3 separate regions of the Hordeum vulgare genome follow, and all the other regions are linked to region 2. The links are chromatin contacts, called in public Hi-C maps. All regions are on one chromosome and are shown on one strand. Each heading gives the region's core, a stretch centred on a gene start, on an enhancer-like site or on the middle of the called end of the contact. The rest is flanking DNA. Distances are from core to core; before and after follow the strand shown. Region 1 has its middle 100 kb from the start of LOC123430204. Region 2 holds the start of LOC123426531 (splicing factor-like protein 1). Region 3 holds the start of LOC123430204 (protein indeterminate-domain 16).

What was found. A called contact is a pair of places that touch in the nucleus more often than the background predicts.
Region 1: a Hi-C map of leaf shows a contact between it and region 2, with 4 times the contacts expected there. The contact joins the enhancer-like site here to the promoter of LOC123426531 in region 2. A contact is called at or near these places in 2 of 6 Hi-C or Micro-C datasets (leaf and seedling).
Region 3: a contact with region 2 is called in a Hi-C map of leaf, with 2.0 times the contacts expected there. The contact joins the promoter of LOC123430204 here to the promoter of LOC123426531 in region 2. A contact is called at or near these places in 2 of 6 Hi-C or Micro-C datasets (leaf and seedling).

What each region holds. Positions count from the first base shown.
Region 1 is chr2H:431,491,828-431,496,148 of MorexV3_pseudomolecules_assembly, reverse strand. No RefSeq gene overlaps it. Among protein-coding and RNA genes, the nearest start is that of LOC123430204, 100 kb to the left of the region's middle. Within about 2 kb of position 2,343, at least 3 of the 3 cell types and tissues checked have open chromatin away from gene starts, as enhancers often do. A contact at or near this core is called in leaf and seedling, where this site is marked.
Region 2 is chr2H:430,845,603-430,850,170 of MorexV3_pseudomolecules_assembly, reverse strand. It overlaps LOC123426531 (splicing factor-like protein 1), which reads right to left and starts at 1,740. Exons shown (of 2, transcript XM_045110370.1): 1 at 1-1,740. The coding sequence starts at 1,639.
Region 3 is chr2H:431,591,408-431,596,053 of MorexV3_pseudomolecules_assembly, reverse strand. LOC123430204 (protein indeterminate-domain 16) reads left to right here and starts at 2,283. Exons shown (of 1, transcript XM_045114092.1): 1 at 2,283-3,219. The coding sequence starts at 2,487. The coding sequence ends at 3,032.

The DNA of each region.
Region 1 (4,321 bases), core at 1,094-3,593, 650 kb before region 2:
TATGACAAGTTACACTCTTGGGGCATTACAAAAGATGCGGGAAAGGAACATGGGTGTGAAAGAATGTGTATGTGGTGAGTCCACCAGAACCTTTCTGATGCAGACCCCCTCTTAATAGTGTGGTTTTCCTATGACTCATGTCCACCGAAAATGAAACGCGGGAAATAAACCGTCTTCACTCTAATCCACCGAGGGGCGAGAATCTTCTTGTGCCATATGATAAAATGTCTGAAAGGCTTAATGCACACGATTAATCCGCAAATGCATTGTCATCAATGACCAAAACCACTAGGTTAGGAATATGCCCTTCCATGGAGCTACCTGGACTATGGCCCAGACTACACGACTGTACTTACACTCAAGAAATAAATGTTTAATGGACTCGTCATGTTGGCAAAAGACATATGTCTTGCTACATTTTCAATTACGTCGTGCCAAGTTATTTCTAGTCAAGATGACCCCTCTGTTTAAAAACCACAGGAAAATCTTCACTCTTAGAGGAAATTTTTAGCTTCCACAATTTCTTCTTATCAACTAGAACATCATAATGAACCATTGCATCGTACAAGGATTTGACTGTAAACCTACCATTTTGATCCAAATTCCATCGAAACTTGCCTGGTTTGCGTGACAGTTGAATGATCTCCAGATGTAGGACCAATGCATTCCATGCTGCCAGCAGAGGTCCTAAAAGGTCCCATTCGGAAAGAAATATCAGCGTTTTCGTGTCAAAACTTGTTTGATCGTGACGAATTTATGTCTAACGATCCTATACAAGCTAGGTTATTGCACGTTAAGTAGTGTGGCCCCCAGCCATGTGTCTTCCCAGAATCAAATATGAGAACCATCCCTAACCGAGAAAGTGTCAAATTAGAAAAAGAATTCCTTGGCCGTCATCACACCACTCCAAAAATGGGAATCACGGGGTTTCCAATGAACTTGAGAAATGACTTTGGACCCCGCGTACTTGTTACGAATGATTTCCTGCCACACACCTTTTTGTATGAGTAGTTTGTAAACCCATTTACTCAAAAGAGTGATGTATTTAATCTCAAGATCTTGAATCCCAAAGCCCCCTTGACTTTTACGTCGGCATAATATGCTTCACCTAACCAGCCGATATTTCTTGGATTCATTATCACACTGGCAAAAAAAATCTCAATCTAAAGTAATCGAGACGTTAAAGAACCCTTTTCGGTAAGTGAAAGAATGACAAGATGTATAGAACCATATTGTTGAGTACAGAATTGGTCAAAAACAATCGGCCCCTTACGACAACATGTATAGAACCATAATCAATATGAGCTATCAGCCGATTCTTGAAATGTTGTGTTAATTTCTTACCCTGCAATACCAAAAAATCTTACCCAGCAAAAAAAATGGATATGGTATTGTTCATCACCAAGGTATACGGCGATGCAGTTAGATTCTCCATGTAAGTCCAGAATCAGTGATCATGAACAATAAGGAATATATATTCAAGGGAAACATGACAACTCAAATGATCCAAAACTAGGAATTCTCCACACAGAAGCAAACAGATAATCACTCACTATCATGCAGCTGTCAGCCTATATCCCCTGAAAAGACAAATGAAAGAAACAAAGAAGAAGCTGAGAAAGACTGGATTCAGATTGACATGAACAGATACATCCATCCATGCATCATGCTACATAGTGAAGCACGGAGGCAGCTCTCATGGTCAAGGGGACGACATGATTTGTATTTATCCCATTTCACTGGAGGCTGCCGAAAGTACATCTTCCAGAGCGGCGATGCACGTTGTAACATGCAAGAACAATCCCAGGGCAGCGTTTTGGTGCACAAGGACCATCAGTAAAAAAAGTACCAGTAATTAATAAAAAACATTTGATTTTTTTTCAACACCAAAGACGCGCTAGTTTTCTAGTCTTGTGCAGAATTTCGTGGCGATGCGGCATCAGAGGAGCTCTGGGCGAAAAGAAAACAAGAATCAGAGTTTGAGAAAGGTTGAAAATTTTCTGTTTTTTCTCCCATGAGCTCCCCCAATGTCACATTGTCAATTTTGCACGCACATAGAGAACTTGTCCGTATATGATGTGAAAAAAATCAGAATTCTTAAATATTTTACTACTAATTTATCTAAATTTACTGTTCATTCAGGAGCATATGAGCTCTTGATCAGTTACGGATTTTCGGAGCATGAGGACAGCGTTTTAGTGCAAGCGAATAAAAAAGAAAAGATAGCAATGTACGCTGCTCATGAGAGCGACATGGCATGTAATCAGTGTGGATTCGCTTGACGATGAACAGAGGAAACCACGGTGACCACCCACAGGCCCGCCACACATGTGCTGGTGGATGAGCTTTGCACCAAACAATATGTCGGCCCACGGGGCCCATGTACGCATGTGCGATGCAGGTTCAAGCCCTTGAGACGAGAAACTAGCTAACCCACATGGAGACAAGCAAAACCATAAGCTAACCCGTCGACGTGGGAACTGAACCAGTAGCCTCGATTGGTTAATCAGGAACCAACCATATGAAGAGAATCTCAAGTTGAGTCCCATGAATGCACAATCTTGAGGTGATGGATCAACCACTGCTGCTGGCAAAGAGATGGTGACACAAAGGGCTTCATGAGCACTGTAAAGTGATATGCTGATGAGGTCCTTGAAGCCGGGCAGAGCGCACCGGTGATAACATGGGATGTGTGTCGTGTAAACTGCAGACCGCAGCATAGTTTGGAAGGGCACAGAGATGGGCTTCCGTAAAGTGATCACCCATCAACAATTTATTGGAGAGCCAACAATAAAAATGACAAGTTTTACTGAGAATAGTTGACATAATTTGAAGGATGATTAAACTCACGCACTTGATGTTGCATAGCTAGCCATAGGCTAATATAGTACATGCATACACCTTTCATCTCGTGGACTCTTGGCTAACCAATTCCAATAACATCCTATAGCCCTGTTTGTTTGGACTTTTGCTTCTGCTTTTGCAACCTTTTCACTTTGACAAGAAAAAAGAAAAAAAACTCCTAAATAGGTGTTTTTTGCTTCGGCTTTTGGCATATACCATTTTATAATAATATTGAATTGTAAGCCAAAAACCAAAGAAAAAACCCATATTTAGAAGATTTTGTGTCTTTTTTGGCAAAAATGGAAAACCTACAAAAACAGAAGCAAAACCCAAACAAATAAGGCCTATGAAGCACCTGTACGGGACGGGGCAATATGGGATCCGGCAATTTTTTATAAACATCCATACGGTGATATGGTGAGCATATATATGTACATAATTAATAAAATGCCATATAAATGTAATAAAGACAAGAAATAACTGAATGCACGAGATAAAATTAAAATGCTGCTCATTTGTTGTCTATGCCTCTTTTCAAGTCCTGAATGATCATCAGTGTCCCCAACCATCATGGTGGTTGCAAAAGGCCAAATACATCATAAGAGAATATTAGAATTCCTAAATGAGCACCATATGCCCAGCCTTTTGACCATCAACGTTAATTATGTTGCTTGCACTCCCAGCAGTAAAGATATTGGCTTCATGCCATGCCACTCGCCGCAGATGGCATGTTGTTCTTCACTTTCTAGCAGCAATCTGTTGGTACTACTACTGTCAGTTAGGCAGTTAGCAGGAGGGAGCCGGCGATCAGGCGGCGGCGGCTGGCGCGCGATGGCTTATTTGAATCGGGCATGTACGGGATGCTGGGCTGGGCCTCTCGGGGGTGAAAGGGGTGTGCATTGGGCCTGCTATATATAAAGCAGAGCATTGTACTGTAGCGGATCATCGAATTTGAAATGAGAATATTCTACCACATCCTCTCTCCTGTGTCCTATCTCCTGGCGTGCACTCTCTACCTCTCGTTTCTCTCTGCTCCATTCTCCCTGGCTCGATCCTCACCGCCGGCGTAGTCACCACCTAGCACCGTTCCATCCTCCGGCGATCATCCCGCAGAGAGGACGTGACAATCTGGTATCAGAGCCTCCGTGCCGCCGCGCACTCCAATTTTTTTTTCTCCCGAATCGTACCCGGCAAATCCGAGGCGAAGGCTGCAGATCATCCCTAGGGTTTGATCCGCCTAATTCCTGACCTGAGGTGGGTTGATTTTGGGGGACAGAGCAGCGACGACGGCGAAGTTCAAGCCCAACCCGCAGTCGCGCTTCCTCGCGGACGAGATGGAAGCACTGCAAGAGCGGATGTTGCAGGAGTTTGCGGAGATTCGAGCCGCGCAAGGGAAGCTCACTCTGGTGGACGGAATTTGCGAGCAGTTGGCGGCTCTCAACGCCAAGCTGTCCGAGCACACGGTACGCCTGGATCA
Region 2 (4,568 bases), core at 491-2,990:
GCCCTCCTATGTAGGGCTGCGAGTTGTAGCCACCAGCAGAAGGATCTCCAGAGTGGTACATTGGTGGTGCTGACCCTGCTGGAGGACCAGGGGGCGCAGCTGGCTGTGGTGGCTTGCCTGCAACTCTGACTGCAATAGTTCTCCCTTCAAGATGGTAACCACTCATCGCAGCAATAGCTGCATTAGCCTGTGAGACATCTGAATATTTTACAAATCCATACCCTTTGCTCTGCCCTGTGTTGCGATCCTTTATAACCTTTGCCATGACAATCTCCCCAAATTGTGAAAATAGGTTGATCAGACCTGAATCATCAAACATAGGTGGCAAGTACCCAATATAAAGATTGGTCTCGTCATAGTCTTTCTTGAGCCCGTTGGCTCCTGCTGTTGCTGCACCATTACCCGCAGCCCAGGGTGAGTTACTACCACTCCCACCACCACCGCCACCACCACCACCACCACTACCTGTTATAGCCAGCATCGGACCACCAGACTTGTTCATCGACTCAGGTGCACTGCCACCAAGCTCAGCAAGGAAGTTCTGGTATTCGTCATCCATTTTCTTCCCAGATGTACCCTTCACTGGACAATCAATTGTCGGGTGCCCACCGTCACCACAGATCTTACACTGCACCTCGCTCTTAAAAGTCGTTGTCCTGTTCGGGCATGCATACTGCCGGTGACCCGGCTCCCCGCAAGTCCTACAGAACTCATCATCCCTGATTGTTCCATTCAGAGCTGCAAGCTCACGCAGCTGCTGGCGTTTGTGCTCATTTAGCACTTCGTCCACAGGGGTAAGCAGCTTCTCCACCATGCCTGCAGCAGCCTCCAACGCTTCTTCAGTATCAGCCTCGACAAGCACATGAAGGTCCTCGTTCTCACTGGGATCTGGCTTCAAGTCCCTCTTCTGCAACAACTTCCCTTCCTTGACGCTGCCCTTCCCTCGGATTACGATCTTGGCCCCTGTCTCCTTCTCCATCCGCTTCTGTGTGTTGCCACGGGGCCCAATAATGAGTCCAATAAAGTTGTACCCAGGGTACTCCTTCATGGGGATGTAGAGCTTCTTATGGAGCTTGGGTGGGCGGTAATCCGCCGGGGGCTTGAAGGCGGGATTCCGGCGGATCAGCTGGGAGATGATCTCCTGCCGCTCGCGGTTAAGGCGCTCCCTCGCTCGGTATTCGCGGGTGTTGATGCGGATGCCCAGGTTATCATATATCGGCTCAGGGGACGGCGAGCGGGCGCCCTCAGGGCGGTCGTCGAGGGGTAGCCCCGACTGCAGCAGGCGCGAAATCTCTAGGAGGCGCGAGTTGAGGTTGTGCACCTCGGGATCCATCTCGGCGGCGAAGTCCTTCATGAAATCCGGAAGTGCGATGGTCGGGCGGGGCTCCTCCTCGGCCCAGCGCGACTTCCGCTTCCGTCCTCCCGCGCCGCCCTCACCGCCTGAATTGGCACCGGACTCGTCGTTGGACTGCTCCCATCGGCTGCGGCGGCGGCGGCGGGAAGACGAGTCGCCGTCGCCAGCGGCGTTGGCTGAGCCGTTGTGGTGGGGCTCGGAGGAGGCGTCGCGGGGGGCATCGCGGGGGGGGTCGGACGAGGGCTCGCGAGATGGGGAACGGGCTAGGGTTTCGGCAGAAGCCATGGCTGCGGCGTCTGGTAGAAGGAGGAAAGCTGTGGGGAATTCGCTTCTCGCGATTTCGGTTTTATGACTCGTGGGAGATTTGTCCCGTGGAGATACGATTTCGGGGAGAGGCGGTTGTGTTCGATCGGATTACTCTGGACAACGTGCTGGGCCAAAACTGACAAAAGGAGTCGGGCTCTTTGGTGGGGAATTCATGGGCCAGATGTATAATGGGTTCACACCCCTTGGAGAAGTGTTTTTTTAGAGAGAGACCCCTTGGAGAAGTGTTGTACCTCCTACTCCCTCCGTTCCTAAATATAAGACCTTTTAAAGATTACATTATGGACTACATACGGATATATATAGACATATTTTAGAGTATATGTTCACTCATTTTATTCCGTACGTAGTTCATAGTAGAATTTTTAAAAGGTCTTATATTTAGGTCCATACTAGTTGGATGCACGTGCGCTGTTATGGAGCAAAACAATTTATAAAGATAATAAGAAATGAAATTGTTCATCTATGGCAATTGCAAATGTGTAGAACAGTCTATAAAGGCAATACAAATCAAAATGTTTTTCTATGGCAATCGCAAATGCTCAGACTGTCTCTTCCTACAAGCATTGTGTGTCGTCTCCTCTTAAACTCTACTAAATTACCGTATGGTTCTTGGCATCAATAGTTATACATGATGGAGCATTCCGGTTGCCGTGTTGTTATCAGGGGTAGGAGACCAAATAATACCAATGTATATAACATTGGTAACAAAAGTGTGACCACAACTGCAATTGGTTTCACATGATGGTCGTATGCTAAGCATCTCATTTTAACATGGACGATGAAGGGTTAGACAAACATTGCTACTATCGGTTGTCCCGTTTGGTATTAGTGGACAAGCTAAATACAGATGGAAACTATGTTTGGGCTCTCCCCGTCATCGTTACTCTCTTCTTTTGAGTAACCCCTTCATCCTTACTCAAACCATGAATATTTACTTTCGCATTTATGTAACGTTAAGATGTGATCCTATCTTTATTTTGGCGCAAGGGCCTCGACAGGGATAGAAACGCATCTCATCATTTCGCAAGAATGGATATCGTTACAAGTACATGTGTCGAAAAGATGAGATAAGGAGTTGGCTTACACTCGCCACAAGCTATTGTTGGAATTATGCCCTAGAGGCAATAATAAATATAGTTATTATTATAATTCCTGTATCAAGATAATCGTTTATTATCCATGCTATAATTGTATTGAATGAAGACTTATATACATGTGTGGATACATAGACAAAACACTGTCCCTAGCAAGCCTCTAGTTGGCTAGCCAGTTGATCAAAGATAGTCAGGGTCTTCTGATTATGAACAAGGTGTTGTTGCTTGATAACTGGATCACGTCATTAGGAGAATCACGTGATGGACTAGACCCAAACTAATAGACGTAGCATGTTGATCGTGTCATTTTGTTGCTACTGTTTTCTGCGTGTCAAGTATTTGTTCCTATGACCATGAGATCATATAACTCACTGACACCGGAGGAATGCTTTGTGTGTATCAAACATCGCAACGTAACTGGGTGACTATAAAGATGCTCTACAGGTATCTCCGAAGGTGTTCGTTGAGTTAGTATGGATCGAGACTGGGATTTGTCACTCCGTGTGACGGAGAGGTATCTCGGGGCCCACTCGGTAATACAACATCACACACAAGCCTTGCAAGCAATGTAACTTAGTGTAAGTTGCGGGATCTTGTATTACGGAACGAGTAAAGAGACTTGCCGGTAAACGAGATTGAAACAGGTATGCGGATACCGACGATCGAATCTCGGGAAAGTAACATACCGAAGGACGAAGGGAATGACATACGGGATTATATGAATCCTTGGCACTGAGGTTCAAACGGTAAGATCTTCGTAGAATATGTGGGATCCAATATGGGCATCCAGGTCCCGCTATTGGATATTGACCGAGGAGTCACTCGGGTCATGTCTACATAGTTCTCGAACCCGCAGGGTCTGCACACTTAAGGTTCGACGTTGTTTTATGCGTATTTGAGTTATATGGTTGGTTACCGAATGTTGTTCGGAGTCCCGGATGAGATAACGGACGTCTCGGGGGTTTCCGGGATGGTCCGGAAACGAAGATTGATATGTAGGATGACCTCATTTGATTATCGGAAGGTTTTCGGAGTTACCGGGAATGTACCGGGAATGACGAATGGGTTCCGGGTGTTCACCGGGGGGGCAACCCACCCCGGGGAAGCCCATAGGCCTTGGGGGTGGCGCACCAGCCCTTAGTGGGCTGGTGGGACAGCCCAAGAAGGCCCTATGCGCCATAGGAAGAAATCAAAGAGAAAAAAAAGAGGAGGTGGGAAAAGGGGGAAGGACTCCTCCTTCCAAACCTAGTTGGATTCGGTTTGGAAGGGGAGGACTCCCCCGCTTGGCTCGGCCGAACTCCTTGAGGGTCCTTGGACCCCAAGACAAGGCTCCCCCTCTTCCCCCTATGTATACGGAGGTTTTAGGGCTGATTTGAGACAACTTTGCCACGGCATCCCGACCACATATCTCCACGGTTTTACCTCTAGATCGCGTTTCTACGGAGCTCGGGCGGAGCCCTGCTGAGATTGGATCACCACCAACCTCCGGAGCGCCGTCACGCTGCCGGAGAACTCATCTACCTCTCCGTCTCTCTTGCTGGATCAAGAAGGCCGAGATCATCGTCGAGCTGTACGTGTGATGAACGCGGAGGTGCCGTCCGTTCGGCACTAGATCATGGGACGGATCGCGGGACGGTTCGCGGGGCGGATCGAGGGACGTGAGGACGTTCCACTACATCAACCGCGTTTCTTAACGCTTCTGTTGTGCGATCTACAAGGGTACGTAGATCGAATATCCCCTCTCGTAGATGGACATCACCATGATAGGTCTTCCTGAGCGTAGGAAATTTTTT
Region 3 (4,646 bases), core at 1,034-3,533, 750 kb before region 2:
GTTTTATGTAGTATTTGTCCAAACCAATAGTATGTACATATAATATGTAGTATATAAAAATATTTGGGTGATATGTATGATATTTTTGATAGTATGTACTATTTTAAGCATATTATTTTATACGTACAAATAAGAAGATGTTTTCAAAATATACAAAAAACTATGGACTCACATCTAATTTTTTGTATTATTGCTTTGAAATATATTAGATATAGTATATGAACATATTTAGAATGTTAAATTTGTATATATACTATCACATAATAGTATACGGGACATATGGGGTAACTATCCCATGATAGTAGGATGTATTTTTCCAATACACACATCCTATGAGACACATGTTTCTCTTGCAACTGTCGGCGTCCTCTATCCCTCTAATTCTCCACAAAAGTAGAGAGTTGCCGCAAGGCTAATTTTCCCTACTCTAGTTCTTTGCTGACGCTTAGCTCAGGACGGCGGAGCGCTGCCAGGCCGTCGATCTCGTATTGGTGCAATCCGTAGTGAGACCGTGTTTCGCTCTTCATTCAAGGGAATTGTGTGTTTGACGGTTCAAGGGACTTCAAGCACAATTTACACCGGTTTTTCTGTCGTTGCGACTCAAATTTTATAAATTAGATCTAACTTTGTATGCATCTTCATAGTAATCCTAAGAACTTGATTCGTATGGCAATTTTGTTTGTTTTCTACCATGTTTCCCAACAATAATCTTTTTGTATCATTTTTACATGAGAGACCAATGTGGAACCCCTCAACTCTATATAAGGGGAGATCCATGGTCATCGAGGGAAGATCCCAAGAACTTCATATCAAACTTTCAGAGACGAACTAGATATAGAAAGAAGAGAAGTGTGCTCGAGGTAGCCAGGAACCCACCCGAACACTTCCCAAATTAGCTGGGAGCACTCAACTTGAGCTTGTAATTCATTTTTGAACATCCAACAAACGCACATAAAGTAAGAGTAGGGTATTACACCTATGGGTAATCTAAACCTGGCTAACTACTTTTATCATCATTTCATAGGAAGCTGTGAGAATTTGTGAGTGTTTTAGCTCCTCGCCGAATAACAAAAGGGGTTCTCCCCGATCCCTGATCTCGACGATCACACGTTGATTACGCGTATTACCTATCGGCAGCAGGTATGACTTGATGCTTCCGCTTAAGTCCCCATGCGTGACACCTGCCGACGACAGACATGACTTGACACATCCGCAAGAGTCGGCGTGTGTAGCACCTGCCAAGCTGGATCAAACCCGGTCTGGAGTTAGAGGGAGACGTCACATACCACCGTCATCAGAGAAGACCATCACCATCTCTAGTTTCGAGCGCCGCCGTTTCGTCCACATGATCACAATACTCATTTAGGGTACGCCAACCGTCTGTCCCGCCATGTGACGGCGAGGGAAGGACGGACCGGAGGGGAGGTGTCTCCGACGGCGGCTAGGGTTTTTCCCAGACCGCCCATGGGGGCGACATGGGAGTCGGGAAGTCATGTTGTCTTGTAGCTAGTTGTGAGTCTTGTAGGTAGTTCATGTTTTTAAAGGTGACGATGGATTGAGTCAATAAGACAATAAGGATCGATGCATTGATTAAGGATCCCAATACGCAAGGCAGTAAGCAGAACTGCAAAAGGGAAAAGCGGGGATTAAGCGAAGGTCCAACGAAGAAGCCCGATTGCCTGTAGGCGAATAGTTTTTGCACCCTTCTTTTTCGATGGATCCCTTTGTTCTTTTGATTTTTACAGAGCGGACAGAGTTAGGCCTACCATAAAGGCCTCACAGGCCGAGACGCGCCCCATGAAAACTAAACATGTGCATGCACGTCGAGAATTATTGTGGCATTGCCAACCCGTAAAGCGCGAGGCATGCAGCATGTGGAACAAAAGCAGCCATGAAAGAACGTCCTGAGCTCCCTATCCCTATGCTATGCCCCATCGCAGATTTGGCCGGCGGCATCGATCCCTTCCCTTCCCTTTCTTCCTTGAGCGGCGTCTAGTAGAGTACCTTGTACTCCTACTCGTATCGCCGTACGCATGCACGGGCAAAGCGGAAGAAGAAAAAACTGAATTACGTCCACGAGATACATACAAGAGATTTTGCAGAGACAGGGCTGCATCGACGAGAGATGTGGTGCATTTCCTTGTGGTCCGCACAAACCAGCAGCTGCTGCGGCCTGAAACCAAGGAGGGGTACGTCCTCGTGGCACGGACACACATATGTCCCCCCCATGCGCAGACTGTACAAAGGCACACTGCCTAGTGCTGCAGATGACGCCAGGGGCGTTCCGGTAAAAGCGCACGCTAGCTAGATGCTCCTTGCTTTCGCCCGCTCGCTCGCTCGATCGGAAGATGTATAAACACCCATATATAGTAATCCTATACGCAGCGTAACGCATAACGCCTCCTAACTAAGCTAGGCTAACAAGCCAGAGCGCAACGCGAGCAAGCAAGAGATATACCTACCTGACTGCTTGGTCTCGATCTTCCATGGATGAGCAAGGGGAGAGGGGGCTCCAGCTGCTGCTCCCCGCAGCCGCTGCTCGAGTGATCCGGGATGCGCCGGTTAGCGCCGGCAGCGACCACCAGCAGCTGGACCTGGACCTGTCCATGAGCATTGGGCCGAGGCAGCAGCAGCTGCTGCAGCTGCCACGGCCGGCGCCGCCGACTCCACCGGCTAACGAGAGCAGGAGGGTGGCGGCGACCGTGGCCGCCAGCGCTGCGAGGCAGCTGCAGCAGCAGCAGCAGCAGGTGACGGTGGACGTCCGCGCCGTGAAGCAGCAGACGGCGGAGCAGGCGCGGATGGCGTCGGCGGAGCGCGCCTACGCGGAGCGCGTCCGGGAGCTGGCGAAGCGGGAGCTGGAGCTCGCCGAGAGGGAGTTCGCGCGCGCGAGGATGATCTGGGAGCGCGCCCGCGAGGAGGTGGAGCGGGTGGAGCGGATGAAGCAGATCGCCGCCAGGCGGCTCGGCTCCGCCGCCTCCGCCGCCGCGCTCGAGATCACCTGCCACGCCTGCATGCAGCGCTTCCATCCTTGACTAGGTTGGTCGGCCAACTGCACCGACATGGTCGGAGATCGATGCTTGCTGGTCGCCATTGCTAGCTGTAACTCTCTCTCTCTCTCTCTCTCTCGTAGCTCCTGTGTTGTGAGTGCCAGTCACGTTCTGTATGAGACGATAATCACCTGGTTGATGCATGCATCAAGGAAACGGTTATTCCTCTTTACTCCATCGGGTGTACATGCATGCTTAATTAGTTCTTTAATATTATGGAATGAGGGCGCATGCTTAATTGCAGCAGCCTGCCTTAAAGAAACAAGGGAGTAAACAACTGATCAGTTCAGAAACCAAACTAATTGTAGTAAATTAAAGAGTATATTTCTCTCTTTGCTAGACAGAGGCTGGACGGATCCCTCTGTACTGTTGAGCTAGTGCGGTGACAGCAGTACGTCTGACAAAAAATTAATATTGGCCATCAAGTTTGGATGATTTCAGCTCCTTTTGGCCATGCTAGTGGACTGCCTGCCCTAGATGAACAAGGAAGATCAGGCAAGAAGCCAGATTTCATCCTAGTCAGCATGCTAAGTTGCAAACTGGTCTCAGTCACCTTAAATTGTTCACTGCGTATATGGCTTCTCATAATGGCTGAACAGTGGGGAGAAAAGCAGAATGATGCCATACACTGACTGCAGTTGTGTTTGTTGAGTTATGTTTGTTTATGTCAGCAAAACGCAAGCTGACGCGCTTTTGACACCAATATATACGTATACATATACATGTGTATATACAGATACAGGTGTGCAGGCGACCAGGTAGCCTGCCCGAACAGTGCCAGGTAAAGGATGGGAGCTGCAGACCGCTGCAGGGATTGTACCCTGCCTGCACAGGCGACGCCGTTCAGTCATCGTCATCGATCCGGAAAATACGGTGACCACGACGGATGAGCCCCATTGTTTCTGAATGAAATAAAAGTGCCGTAAATTTCTGTGCGAATGCAGATGGGGGTGCAGGCAGTGGTAGCCAGCAAATTGCCTGGGTCGAAAAAATCATACGAATTCTTGTTGGAGTCAGGATCGTGTGCTGACTTTGATATTTTATCATCATCTTAACCTTTGCATTTCCCGTGGTCTGCTCCCTCACCTTGGTCGACTATGGATCAGCTTGCGGCATGTGATGCAACCGTTACGATGTTTCACGGATGACTGACTGTAAGCCAGTGACATTCTATTTTTTACAAAGGAGGAAAATCATCATCATCGTTGGCATTTCTCTTGCTTGTAAGACTAATTTAATTTGCACATGAGAATAGAGCACTGAACTAGCTAGCTGGCTAGGTGCGTACTTGAATCTCTCAGCTGTCATCGTAGGTCATCCACCATGAGCCCATCTTCTCCCTGGACCAAGCAACTCCCAGGCATTGACACATATAGGGAGCACCAGACAAAAGTTACCGGTGTTCATTGTACAGGCTCCCTACAAGCCAGGGATACAAACTTTTTTCAGAAGGTAACGTCAGGAAAACATCATGATGCTACTGTAAAATCACATCCATGTTACATTTCTCTTGCCACTTTTTCACCCCGGCTGGCCATCTTTTCTCTACAAAGATTGCTGAATCATTATACCCCAGGCATGACAACATTATTGCCCATA